Linked DNA regions of Mus musculus: region 1 is linked to region 2. Evidence: chromatin contacts called from public HiChIP or PLAC-seq data. All regions are on one chromosome and are shown on one strand. The core of a region is the stretch at or near the end of the contact, and the rest is flanking DNA. Distances in the headings are between cores, read along the strand shown.

Region 1 (6,289 bases), core at 3,752-6,251, 150 kb before region 2:
GTAGCAACAAAAGTAATTTTATGGTTGAGGATCACCACAACACGAGGAACAGAATGAAAGGGTCACAGCATTAGGAAGGTGGAGAACCACTGACTTGAAACAAGGTTGAGATTGCTGAAGGAACCTGTGCAAAGTCACTCAGCTGTGTGGGATTCCCTCTTGGACCTAGGACCTCTTCTCTTCTCTAGCTAATGCTCACTGGTCTGCAGGTTCTCGTCCTTTGCCTGGTTTTTACATCTCCTCAATATACCAGTGATGCCTGGGGTTACAGATAAAATCCTAAGTTCTTACCACAAGATCCCCAGACCTAACTACAATGCCAGTTTCTCCCTTCACATGTCTGGCACTTAAACCTGCCATTGAAAGTCCGCAGTCCGACCTCTCAAACTTTCCTAATCCAGTCATAATGGCAACTCCAGCTTTCCAGTTGCTCATTCTAAAACTTTGGGACCACCTGGACTGACTTCCCCCTCTCTCTTCTTTGTCCTCACCCAATCCACCGCAGATACCTCTTCCTTTAATGTAGGTCTGTAGGCTAGCCATGTCTCATCTCCATCGACACTTAGTTCTGCCTGCACCTCTAGCCCTCCACTGAGCATCTTGGGAGCTTCCTCTTGCTTTCACACTTGTGTTCATGTTAATGTTCCACAGTAATAACTGGGATGATTTTTCATAAGACATAAGTTGGGTTTTTTCTTTTTTCTTGCTTGAAACCTTCATGACTTCCCATTTTGCTTGACTTGGATGGTAAACCTTGTCCATGCCTTCACCTGTGGTCCTGTTGCCTGGCCAACTGCTCTTCATTTCACTCTCCCCATGGCTGTTTTGCCTTGTGTTGCTTCACACACCCCTGGTCAGCAAAATCCCTATGGTTTCAGGAGTTCCATCGTTTGTGGAAGAAATGGCCTGACAGGGGGCTGTGCTAGCTTTCAGGTTTCCTATGCCCACCCCTAGTTGTTTCCTTCATCATGGTCCCTCACCTATGGTGTGGTGCCTTCTACATCCACAGTAGGTTTTCCCTGGTCAGTTTATTCTCTCTGTAAACACTCTCACAGACATACTCAGAGATGCACTGTACTAATATCCTAACTTCCTCTTAATCCAATTGAGCTGACAAAGATGAATCCTCACACATTGGAATTACCTCCTGAAAACACACTGAGTGGGAAGCAGTGTAAGTTCAAATGCATTTACTGCACCTGACCTGCTGGGCATTCTTGGCTAAGCCTGGACTACTTAAATATGTGAAGGACAAATGTCAGCCTACATCTGAACAAGGTCCTATAGCACAAGCCTATTTTATAATAAAGTATTGAAGAGCTCGTTTGATTCAGTGGATAACCATGTTCAGGCTGCTGACAACACAGTACTATGTGATTAACCAAGCTACAGTCCTTTTTTTCTGCTTTTGGAGAAAACTAACATATTGTGATATATCATCAGCTTGAGAAAGATCAAAACTCCAAATCTGCAGCAGTTTCTTCTAAATGCAAATCACTCAAACACTATTATAAACAAAAACTACTTTAAGTGATTAAAACTATTTAAGCACAAGGCTATGATTGTCTACTTGTCTATTTGTCCCTTAGAGTTTGTCTCCCTTACTTCACTAGAGAATAAATTCGATGTAGATGGGAATCTTGAGTCTTAGATGCTCAAACACCCAGTACTCAAAATAAGACAGGGACAGCAAAGAAACTCCATAAATTTGTGTTAAATTAATGACTGTGGATAAAAGAACAACAGGTGTGTGAGTGAGGTACCAGTCCCCAGATTCTCCCATCACTGACTCTAGGGCTGTTACTTAAATTGGTTCCTTTTAATAGCCATGAGGAAAATGTCAGGGGAAATTGTGCCCACTGGAAGCAGTCATACTCCATAGCACCAGGCTGAGCCATCTGGGTTACATACTTGTCAGACTGTGCCAGCTATGTGTATGCTCATTTCCTGAGATTCTTGAGGGAAGTGTCCCAGCTAGAAGGTGTTCTCCTCCCCCAGCCTCTCATTCCTTCCCTGAATTACTTCTGGTCTGATAAGAAGTAACTGGCATTGAGCAGATGTGGGAGACACTGGGTGACCCAGCCATAGGTGGCCAGTAGTGTCACTTCCTGAGAAGAGAGACTGGCCATTTAGATGGCCATGAACTCAAGCCAATCCACATACACTTGGGCATCATGTTCTTGAAGGCAATTCTGGGCAAGCACCCCATGCTCTCGTAAAATACATTCCTTTATTGATCAAAGTGCAAGTGATAAAGGTGACCATGAAGCCCCTGGTGTTCAGTGTGTTTCCAGTTATTCATGTCATCTCAAAGGTCCACTATCTGTCTACCTGGGGATGGGAAGTGTTTTCCCACAGCTGCTGCTGAGATCTGGGAGACTGCGTGAAGAGTCAGCAATAGTTTGACATCTCAATACACAGCTGGAGTTTACGTGAAGGGCATGCCAGACTACCCATTTATCTCTTGCATGCCTGGCCAGGGATCAGCTCTGTTGTTCCACTTTGAGTTTGGGGTCTCTTTTTTGGCCCCTGTAGTTACTCTGTCGCCTAGGGAAAGGGTCAGGGAAGGAAATATACACCAGTGGAACACTTAATTATTTTCTACATCTTTGCCAGTTTAACATGCCGGCTCAACCAACATCATCAGCACCTTTCAGATGTAGAATCTGAGATCTGGAAAGTGGTTTTCTCAGACCCCTAGATAAAGCACACACATCTGTATTCTTTCATAGCTGAATCTAGCATATGATGAGAAACTGCCTGGCTCCCTGGCTGCCTGAAACCCACACCTAGCCAATGCTATAAAGCTTCTGACCAGCCTCCCATCCCAGGTATCTCTCTGGGGTAGGACGCTAACATCCAGGAACAGGGCTATATGAGCACTAGAGGTAGGCTTGGAGGATGGTTGCATGAGGTACTTGGATGAGCCGATTACATGGGTGGGAGGAATGGATGGATCAGGAGGAGCCCTGGGATTCTGAGACAAGGTAAAAAGAGCAGAGGACACTGTACACACAAATGGCCCAGGGTGCAGTGACGATGGCAGAAGACTCGTGGGGAGGGTTTAGAAAGGATTGTTTTCTAATAGAGAAAATGCTTTAGTCTGCCACAATGAGACCCAGCATAATCCACTTGGCCAGTGTCGTGCTTACTTCCCTTTTTGCAGTAGATTGTATATGCTTCGGTGTATGTGTGCATGCATGTTGAGTAGATTGTATATGCTTCGGTGTATGTCTGCATGCATGTTGAGGGAATGAAGGAGCAAAGCTTCCAAACCAAAGCAAAATACGGTGGAATCCAAGAGGCAAAATCCACTAGGAGCAACAAAGGAAAAAGAGTCCCTCTTGTTCTAGTAACCTTCCTCATTGGTCATGTCCTGCTCCCTTCTGCCTCCTACCCATCTGGAAGCAGCTGCTCCAGGCTCTACAACAAACTCAGGCTTTGGAAAGTGCAGAACAAGGTAACAAGGGCAAAAGGCTGTCCCCACCCAGGAGTTACACCTCAAGGCAGGAGGACTGTGGGAGGGAAGAAGGGAAGGGTAACACATTTTACCCATGTACCAAAGCCAAAGCCTGGCTGTGTTCAGCTCTCCCCTCACTGACTGCTCAGTGATTTCAGGGAGCCTGGGCCCCTCTCTGGCTTCAAGTATTGTCACTAAAATGAAAGGTGTCTCGGTGTGCTTTGTGTTCATAGAACCAAACACCTCAGACAAGCAACGCATTAAAAAAAATGACATTCAGAGGCTGGAAAGTCTAAGAGCACAGCACCAGGTGGTGGTGAGGGTCTTCCTGCTTCCCCAAAACACGACACACAGCATCCTATGTGGAGACAGAACTGCTTCATTACACGTATGAACTCATCACTGGCTCAGGGCTCTCTGCCTTGTGGAAGCCACTGTGACATGATGAGGCCCCATGACCCCTCCCAATACCCCATACCTCCCAAAGACCTCATCTTCAAATCTACTAATGGACACATTTGGAAATGACATTTCTAGCCCAGAAACCTTAAATGAAGATATCTCATCTGCAGCAAGGAGGTCATTCGTATATGGTTGCCCTTCCTCTCAGCAGTGACAACTGCTAGGCTGTAGTTGACTCTTTGGACTTACCTCTAGCTGCTACCCTAAGCCAGTTTGACTTCTGCTTCTCCCCTGCCCCCCACCCCCCACCCACCACTTCTACAGGATTTCATACAATGCCTATTCTGTAGCAGGCCATGTGACTACAAAGCCAGATAAAGTTCCTGTGGGGCTTCAAAGACATTTGCGTATGCTAATAAGTAAGAAAAGCAAGCCCAGAAGAGGCTCGCAGGATTGTGTATGTGTGCCTTCATGAGTGTGTGTACACAATAGATGTTCAACACATCAGTGGGATGAACAGAACACAGGGAAGCCCCTGTAAGGCAATTGAGAAAGATGCTTTTTCTTTTTATCTCCTGTGTATTTTTACCTTTCACTTTGTCATTTTCAAATTAAAAAGCAATGGTAATGATTAGCCCCTTAGTGAGCACTTGCTCCCTGCCAGGCATTCTTCTAAGACCTTTGAATGACAACCAGATTAGCTCCTGCAACAAAGCAGTTCCTATCAGGACGCCTGATATAGCTAGGAAGAACCAGAAGCACTGAGATTAACTAACTCTCCAATGTGGCACAGAACCTCAGTAGGGAATCCAGAGTTCAGGTCCCCAAAGTCAGCTGGCTGGGAGGCTGCCCCTTTATCTCCTCCACAGGAGCCCTATAAGCATCAGGGGAACTGAAGAAAAGAAGCCTGCCTCCCTGGATGCAGTAGGGGCAGTTGACTGCTTCATGTCAAGGGGAGGGCACTGAAGAATTCCCTGAGACTCAGCAGCCCTATGCCTGGCTCCGAACCCTAAATTCTCCCAGAGAAGACTTGCTAGCATAGCCGACAATGCCACCAAAGGGGCCCTTGTATGAAATGGACCCTCCAAGCAGAGAAAGCCATACCAACAAAGTCTGAGGGTGGGGACTACCTGTGGCTACCCTGGGAAGTGCAGGAGCAGTTGGCATGTTACAGCGGGGAGGGTGGGTATGAGGGAGGAGGCTGGCAGGTACACAGAGACAAGCCAGCCAATAGCAGAGGCTGCAGTGTGTCTGTGCATGGAGGCAGCAGCAGCGAGCCTGTTTTTTGTTTGTTTTACAGAAGCAGAGAGACTAATCAGATTGGGTTTAAGCATTGAACTCCTATGACTCCATCCACTCACTTTTCACAGCTCCCCTCTTTCAATATGGAGGCAAGGAGTCTGGAGAACCCTTTCCTAGATTCTGCCCCAGGTAGTTTCAAACACGAAGAAGGCAGTTTCTATCAATTCTCATGACAACTTTTATATAACCAGATAACAACAACAATAAGGCAGTAATGACACAAAGCTGATCATCAAGAGAAGTCCAAAGCTCACCACTTCTGGCCTGCCCATAGAGCCGCTGTGCATATTCTAATACCCATCTCTCCTCCTTGGGACATGCTCTATTCCTAGCACTGAGTATCACTGGCTGCCGTCACAGCTCACCTCTACCTGACGGTCCTCAGGGTTCCACCATTGGCAACCCATCTCCGTAGTTCAGGGTCTGACTTGTGCCTAGCCCATGGCCAATGTCTGTAGTCTACTCCTGGGGAAGAACAAGTTTAGCAGAAAGCAGGTATCAGCAAAGTAGGGGAGCTGAGGTCTTCTGAGTAGCTCAGGCCTTGAGTGACATTGCAGAAATCTGGCCAAGGGCATTAATGGCTTCTTAGGTCCTTGAGGGTGAGCCTGTAAATTCCCATGTTGTGAGTCAGTGGGTCCCTGGGCTCTTTTCCTTGCCAGGGGAGCCATTAACCTATAGTGTTAAGGGCAGCCTGTCTCCTTACAGCTCTGGAGGTAAGCACTGGGCATGGCTGTATCAGCAAGGGTCTCATCTGACAAACTACCTGCCCCCGCTAATTAAGATCTGCACACAGCCCATGAATGGGCTGATCCTAACAGCCTCTTCCTCTGGGTGCGGGTTGAGGAAGCTCTGGTACTCACTCACTATATTGTCTGGGCCTGGTATGGAACTTGTTCCCTCCCCTCTGCCCAGCTCCAAAGACAGCCTTTCCTTTGCCTGAAATCACATGGGCCCTGTGTCCCTCTCCTCCCTGCTCTAACCCCTCACCCCCCCTCCCACAGTTTCTCAGAAAGTCCTTACTTCCTGTTGCCAGAATGCCTGAAAAAGCCGAGCACTCTCCAATCAGTCCTCCACAACATACCCAGAAGTGCTTTCAAATGATGCTTCTAGATCCTTGCTGAAAAC
Region 2 (5,642 bases), core at 2,585-5,084:
AGGTAATCCTCCCACCCCAACCTCCTACCCCAGCCTCAAAATGATAGGGTTACAGACACACACCATTACACCTGGTTTAGGAAAAGGTATAGTCATGCTGAAAAGGATTGAAGTTACAAAATAGCTCTTAAAGCAAGAGATTGATAAACTCAACATTAAATTTACAAAGTCCCTCCACATATGAAAACATATCACATACAAAAGCAGCCATAAAAAAGTACAAGTCACCTTCTGGGACATTTGCAGAAAATATAAGGGATATATTCAGAGTAATGAATTGTGAATCAGTAAGACAGAGCTAACCCAATAGTCTGTACTCAAAGGATGTGATAAGTTATAAAGAATTCAAAGTAGCAATGGGAGAACAAAATGATAATCTACTCGACCAGCACCCAGGGATTTATAGGATAGCCTTACTGGGACACAATTTTCTGTTCATCATTGCGGACTGGCAAAATTGTGTCCTACAGATCTGAGTGTTGAAGAGTTGGATAAAGGGAAACTCATACATTCTGTTGTTAGAAGAGATTTCCTGGACTAGAGAACAGTGCTCATTATACAGCAAATTTGATTCATATAATTGGGAATTCCTCTTCTAGGTAATATACCTAAGAGAAATTCTCATATTTATGTACAAGGAGACATGCACAATTATCTGTGGTTGGAAAAAGCTATAAATGATATAAATTCTTGTCAATGAAATGGAAAAGTTACAATCCCATCATATGTGGACTACTGTACAGCAACTAAAATGAGTGTAACAGAACCTTGTGTACCAACATGAATGAATCCGTACAATATAATGTATGGAAATGATAATGGAATATGGCTTTTTTTTCCAATATGAGATTTAGAGGGGATTTAGAGGATTGGTAACATGGCAACATATTGTTCAATGCACAGATATTGAAAAATATTGAATATATAACAGTGGTTAATTATACAGTGAAGGAGAGAAAATCAAGGAAAAATACTAAAAAGTTTCAATTACATCTCCTTTTAAAAATAGGAACTCTGGCATAAACGGCATAATGCTGATATGATTAGATCTCTATTTGTTTCTGTATATTGGGAATTATTCACAGCACAGAAATACAAGTTTGAAAAAAAATAGTGTAGATTGTTAAATTCCAAATCTATATTTCAGAGGGCTTCTGATGGAGTTGCAGCACACCAGACTGTTGATCTGTTCTTTGGATGGTTTGATGCCGACAAGTGCGAGCCGACTGGCAGCTTCAGGGAGGCAGCAAGCCCAGTGCTATGGTTGAGGCTTCTGGTAATGTGGAGAGTTGGAGTGAATTTGATAGGCAGAGACAGAGAATGTGTTTTTGACATGGAATAGAGTCTTTATAAGCCACGAAGCTTATAGAAAGGTGCTTACTAACATTTCCAAGAAAAGCCCACATGGGTAATACCTGCTTGGCCCATTGGAGTCCAGGCTGCACCCTGGGGATCTGCGGCTGCTGCAGCTCTCCCCATGCCTGTGAGGGGTCCATAGATCCGTGTTTCACAACAGAAGCAGAGCCAACTTTAGTGTAACAGTGTGCCACATATATCTTTTGGGAAGTGCTGACCTAGAAGATATTCTGTTTTCATCTAGGAGGAGGGATAATTATAAACCACTCAAACTCTGGCAGTACGGAGACACTTGCAATCCCACAGCTGTCTAAAAGGAGCATACTGGAATGCACAAGTGCTCTGTTTAAATCTGTGTAGTAGCGATTAGGAGCAGTCAAAGCTAGCACAAAAGAAATGCAGTTTACTAGTCTAAAAGTGTCATTCTAAAACAGCCAAAGACATATCTAGAACCCTCTCCAGTGTATATGTAGGCATCACACCAAGAAGAGACCAGATGTGACGGGATGTGGACAGTTGATCCGGGTAATGCACTCATACTTGAGAAAAACTCTTGACAACAGGAGTGTCACTACATAGGATGGGACAGAGACAATCCCTGAGCCCTAACTTGAAGAAGAAATAGCAGGTCACTCAAGGATGCTCTATTGGCCCAGTTATGGAATTGTTAAACATATAGAAGTGTTACTCATACAAGTCTAGATGTAGCTTATTCTATACGATATATTAAACAGTTTCCAATCACTCCTACCCAGGCATGGTGGCATACTCTAATACGTATTACCAGCATTTGGGAAGTGGAATCATAAGGATCAACAGTTCAAAGTCCTCCCCAGCAACATAGAAAGTTGAACGTCAGTCTGGGCTACAGGAGATGCAGTCACAGGAATAACAACAATGGTCTCTACATTCATTCTTCTGTCGCCCCAAGTCAAAGAGCTGTGTCACATGGAAATCTGTCACCCGAAATGGGTAAAGGCACCTTATTACATTTGGGCTCAGTGTCCTATGTACATACCAGGTTCCTAGCCTGTGTGCTAGGGTTCTGCCTGCGGAGTGCAAGCCCTCAGGCTTTTTGCTAACTGGTTACAAGCATAGCAGGCCTGATGGAAGGCAAGGCCAACATAGTTTGTCCATATTGGCTACCAAGATATTGAATGTCTTCACATTTATTGAGAGTGATTTCCTGAGCCACCATCTTGCATATGAGCACTCTGTCACACTAGCTCCTCTTCCCTGGAACCTAGTTCTTTCACAGCCCAGTGACCAAAGTGTTAATGTTTGGCACAGGAGCTGGTCACTGGGGCTCTTAAATATTTTGAATATCACCCACCGGTGAAGATGAACCGTCATACACACTCACAAACACCAATGAAATCTCTTGGCATCAATAAAAGAAAATTGTTTCTGTAGTTCAATTTACCCTTGACTTTTCAAACCAGAGTAAAATACTTCTCTGACATCACTAAACTTCTCAACTTCTCACTGTGCTAGAGGTCAAACCTCAGGGAATGAAAAGACCTTCTGGGTTTTTGTTTGTTTTGTTTGTTTGTTTGTTTGTTTGTTTGTTTGTTTGTTTTTGAGACTTGAGTCCATGTTAATGGAGAAAACCAAAAGCCACCTTGATTCTCAGACCAGCCAGTGAGCAAACCCCATCACCTAACAGATTGGCCCCTGCTCATGAGCCATCCTCCCTTCATTCTACAGCACCATATAGGCTGTTTCTCCATTCCCTGTAATTTTAAAACTTATTTCCCAGGAGACAAGAACAGTTTCTTAATATGTGAGTCCAGTGAGTGATTTGGGGGGAGAACTTCACCACTCAGGGAATCCAGTTGTCACCCAGAGCAGCATCAATGTCACCCTTCAGGAGGCAACACAGAGCCGGGTGGGGGTTGGGGGTGGGAGACAGGAAAGTGCCTCAGGCACAGAGAGGAGGAAGAAGGTCATTAACCTTGCAAGAATCAACTGACTTCATTCTGAGAGTCAGAGGAGGGCAGGGCTTGTGTCTGGAGAGGCTGCAAGGCATGACTCTGAGAAACTCCAAGCAAAATGGTGCTCAGCACCTACTCACCCGGGCTGGTTATCGTCAGGAGGTCAAGCTGCCGCTGTTGCTGCAATAGAAAACATAACAGTGAGGGCCATGATTTGCACAGCCAAACATATGCCTAGCAGGGCAGTGGAGAATAGCAGGGCAGGGGAGAAATGCAAGATGATGTCCGTGTACATGGTTGTTCTGAGGGTTCTTCCACCATACAGACTAGGTAAAATTGATAGCCTCTTTTAAAAAATATTTATTTATTTTGGTTTTTCGAGACAGAGTTTCTCTGTGTAGCCCTGGTTGTCCTGGAACTCATTCTATAGACCAGGCTGGCCTTGAACTCAGAAATCCGCCTGCCTCTGCTTCTCAAGTGCTCCGATTAAAGGCGCATGCCACCACTGCCTGGCTTTGATAGCCTTTCTGAGAGGGCAATGGAGCACATCTAAATAGGCCTATACTGTAATCATGAACAGAAAGGCCTGGGAAGAATGTGGCTTACCTATGGACACAGAAAAAATGCCCCATTCTAGTCTCCCAGAGAGGCCCCTGTCTTCCTGTTGCCCTCTTTCTCTTTTCTAAGAGAAATGCTGAAGACAGAGTGTGTCATCTTCTGTAAATGGTCACACAAACTCTGTTCCGAGAGCTGAGAGCTGTGGATTTAGGCTTCATGTTTCAGGGGCTTCTCTTCCCTGGTGTTTCCCCCAGTGACAGCTTGTCAGATTGCACTCCACCCTCTTTTTATCTCGACACTTTCCAAGAATGGCTTCCTGAAGTTCGCTTAAGCAGAAGGGAAGTCAACAATGGCCTTTTGACTAGTGTAGACTAAAGTCCAGGCACAGCCAGCACTAGGAGCTCTCATGTAACATTTCGGCCTGATGGCGATCCTACTGGGTGCTCTCATGTAACATTTCGGCCTGATGGCGATCCTACTGGGTGCTCTCATGTAACATTTCGGACCGACGGCGATCCTACTGGGTGAGTATTGCCCAGAGGAAGATTGATTACATTCAAAGACGGGAAAGTAGTTCTCAAAACTACAACTCCACTGACTGGCAGGAATATGCCAGTCCCAATCCTGCCTTTAGAGTCTAAATTATGGCACTCATAGCTCATGGTATGTTATCAGTAAGATACTCTATTTAGTATTGGTGGGGGAACTTTTATTACAGGACATCTGACCCTTAGTCACACAGGCTGCCACTCTCATTTGCATAGGATCACTAATACTTAGAGCTCAGGAGTCATTGTGTTTGGCCTATCCTTCATATAATCCCCCTTCAATGTCCTCTTCCCATCTCCAGCTGTGTGAACTATCTCTGTTCCACCTTTTTCCTTGATAGGATCTCCCTACTTATTGTTAATTCAGCTCTCCTTTGAACAAAGTAAAGCCCTGTAATGGCAGCATAACTTCTTGTTGCCTCAGCCCGTCGTAACAGCTGTGTCTGTTTCTCCAGGCTAAATGTTCTCAATTCCTGTCTTTTTTTTTTTTCCCCATGAGCATCTCTTCTCAAACTTCCTTGTCCCCAGGGTGCTCTCTTTAGCCATTCAACTTTGATATGCTATAACAAAAACCGCTTGAAGCATTCTCTACTGGTTGATTCTGACTTCTCAGGGGTCTACAAGCAAGTTTGTGTCTCTTTGAGGCTTTCTCAGTAACACATCCCTGCTTTCCTGCCAGCTCATAACTCATTCCAGTTGACTTCAAGCAAACAACGCAACTCCAAGATGTCACTGATCTATGTAGCAAGCATGAGTTCTCACACTGAAATAAAATACAGACTCACACATGCCAGGAAGGGGGAGTGCTGGAGCCAGATGGCCTCTTTCCCTGAATGTGGAATCTAGAAGAGGGAAAGTTGGCTCAAACTGCCCTTGCCCAAGTCAACCTGCATGGCCTGGAACTCTGCTCATGCAGGAGAGAAGGATATAGTAGTCCTTTTTCTTCTGTAAGTTTCATGATAGACACAAGTAGTGAAGAAAAAAAGAAGCCTATTTATCCAAAAAGTTTTAATTCCTTTGTAAGCTCTATTACTAAATGGTATCTCTGTGCTTGGGATTAACTGGAGAAGAATGAGAAGGAAAACCTGGCAAGAGGCAGACACACCTGGGTATGTGTCCTGGCTCTTGTGTCTAGTTTTGTATAACTGACTGTTTCTGGTTACAAACTTCAGAATCCTAAAAAAGATCAAGAGAGGCTTCAAGTAGAATGCAACCAGGTGCTGTACTTGTGGGTTCCCTTTTCTGG

The links. HiChIP or PLAC-seq counts read pairs in DNA pulled down with a chosen protein or histone mark.
Region 1: an H3K27ac HiChIP or PLAC-seq map of extraembryonic endoderm stem cells shows a contact between it and region 2. The contact joins two enhancer-like sites. A contact is called at or near these places in 10 of 484 Hi-C or Micro-C datasets (B cells, cerebellar granule neurons, cortical neurons and 6 more) and 1 of 115 datasets of contacts at active chromatin or transcription factors (extraembryonic endoderm stem cells).

Annotation. Positions count from the first base shown.
Region 1 is chr4:111,476,478-111,482,766 of GRCm38.p6, reverse strand. All of the region lies in intron 6 of Agbl4 (ATP/GTP binding protein-like 4), which reads right to left. Among named protein-coding and RNA genes, the nearest start is that of Bend5, 65 kb to the right of the region's middle. Within about 2 kb of position 5,001, at least 13 of the 459 cell types and tissues checked have an H3K27ac peak or open chromatin away from gene starts, as enhancers often do. A contact at or near this core is called in extraembryonic endoderm stem cells, where this site is marked.
Region 2 is chr4:111,329,068-111,334,709 of GRCm38.p6, reverse strand. Agbl4 (ATP/GTP binding protein-like 4) reads right to left here. Exons shown (of 13, transcript NM_030231.3): 6 at 3,431-3,470. Among named protein-coding and RNA genes, the nearest start is that of Bend5, 83 kb to the left of the region's middle. Within about 2 kb of position 3,834, at least 7 of the 459 cell types and tissues checked have an H3K27ac peak or open chromatin away from gene starts, as enhancers often do. A contact at or near this core is called in extraembryonic endoderm stem cells, where this site is marked.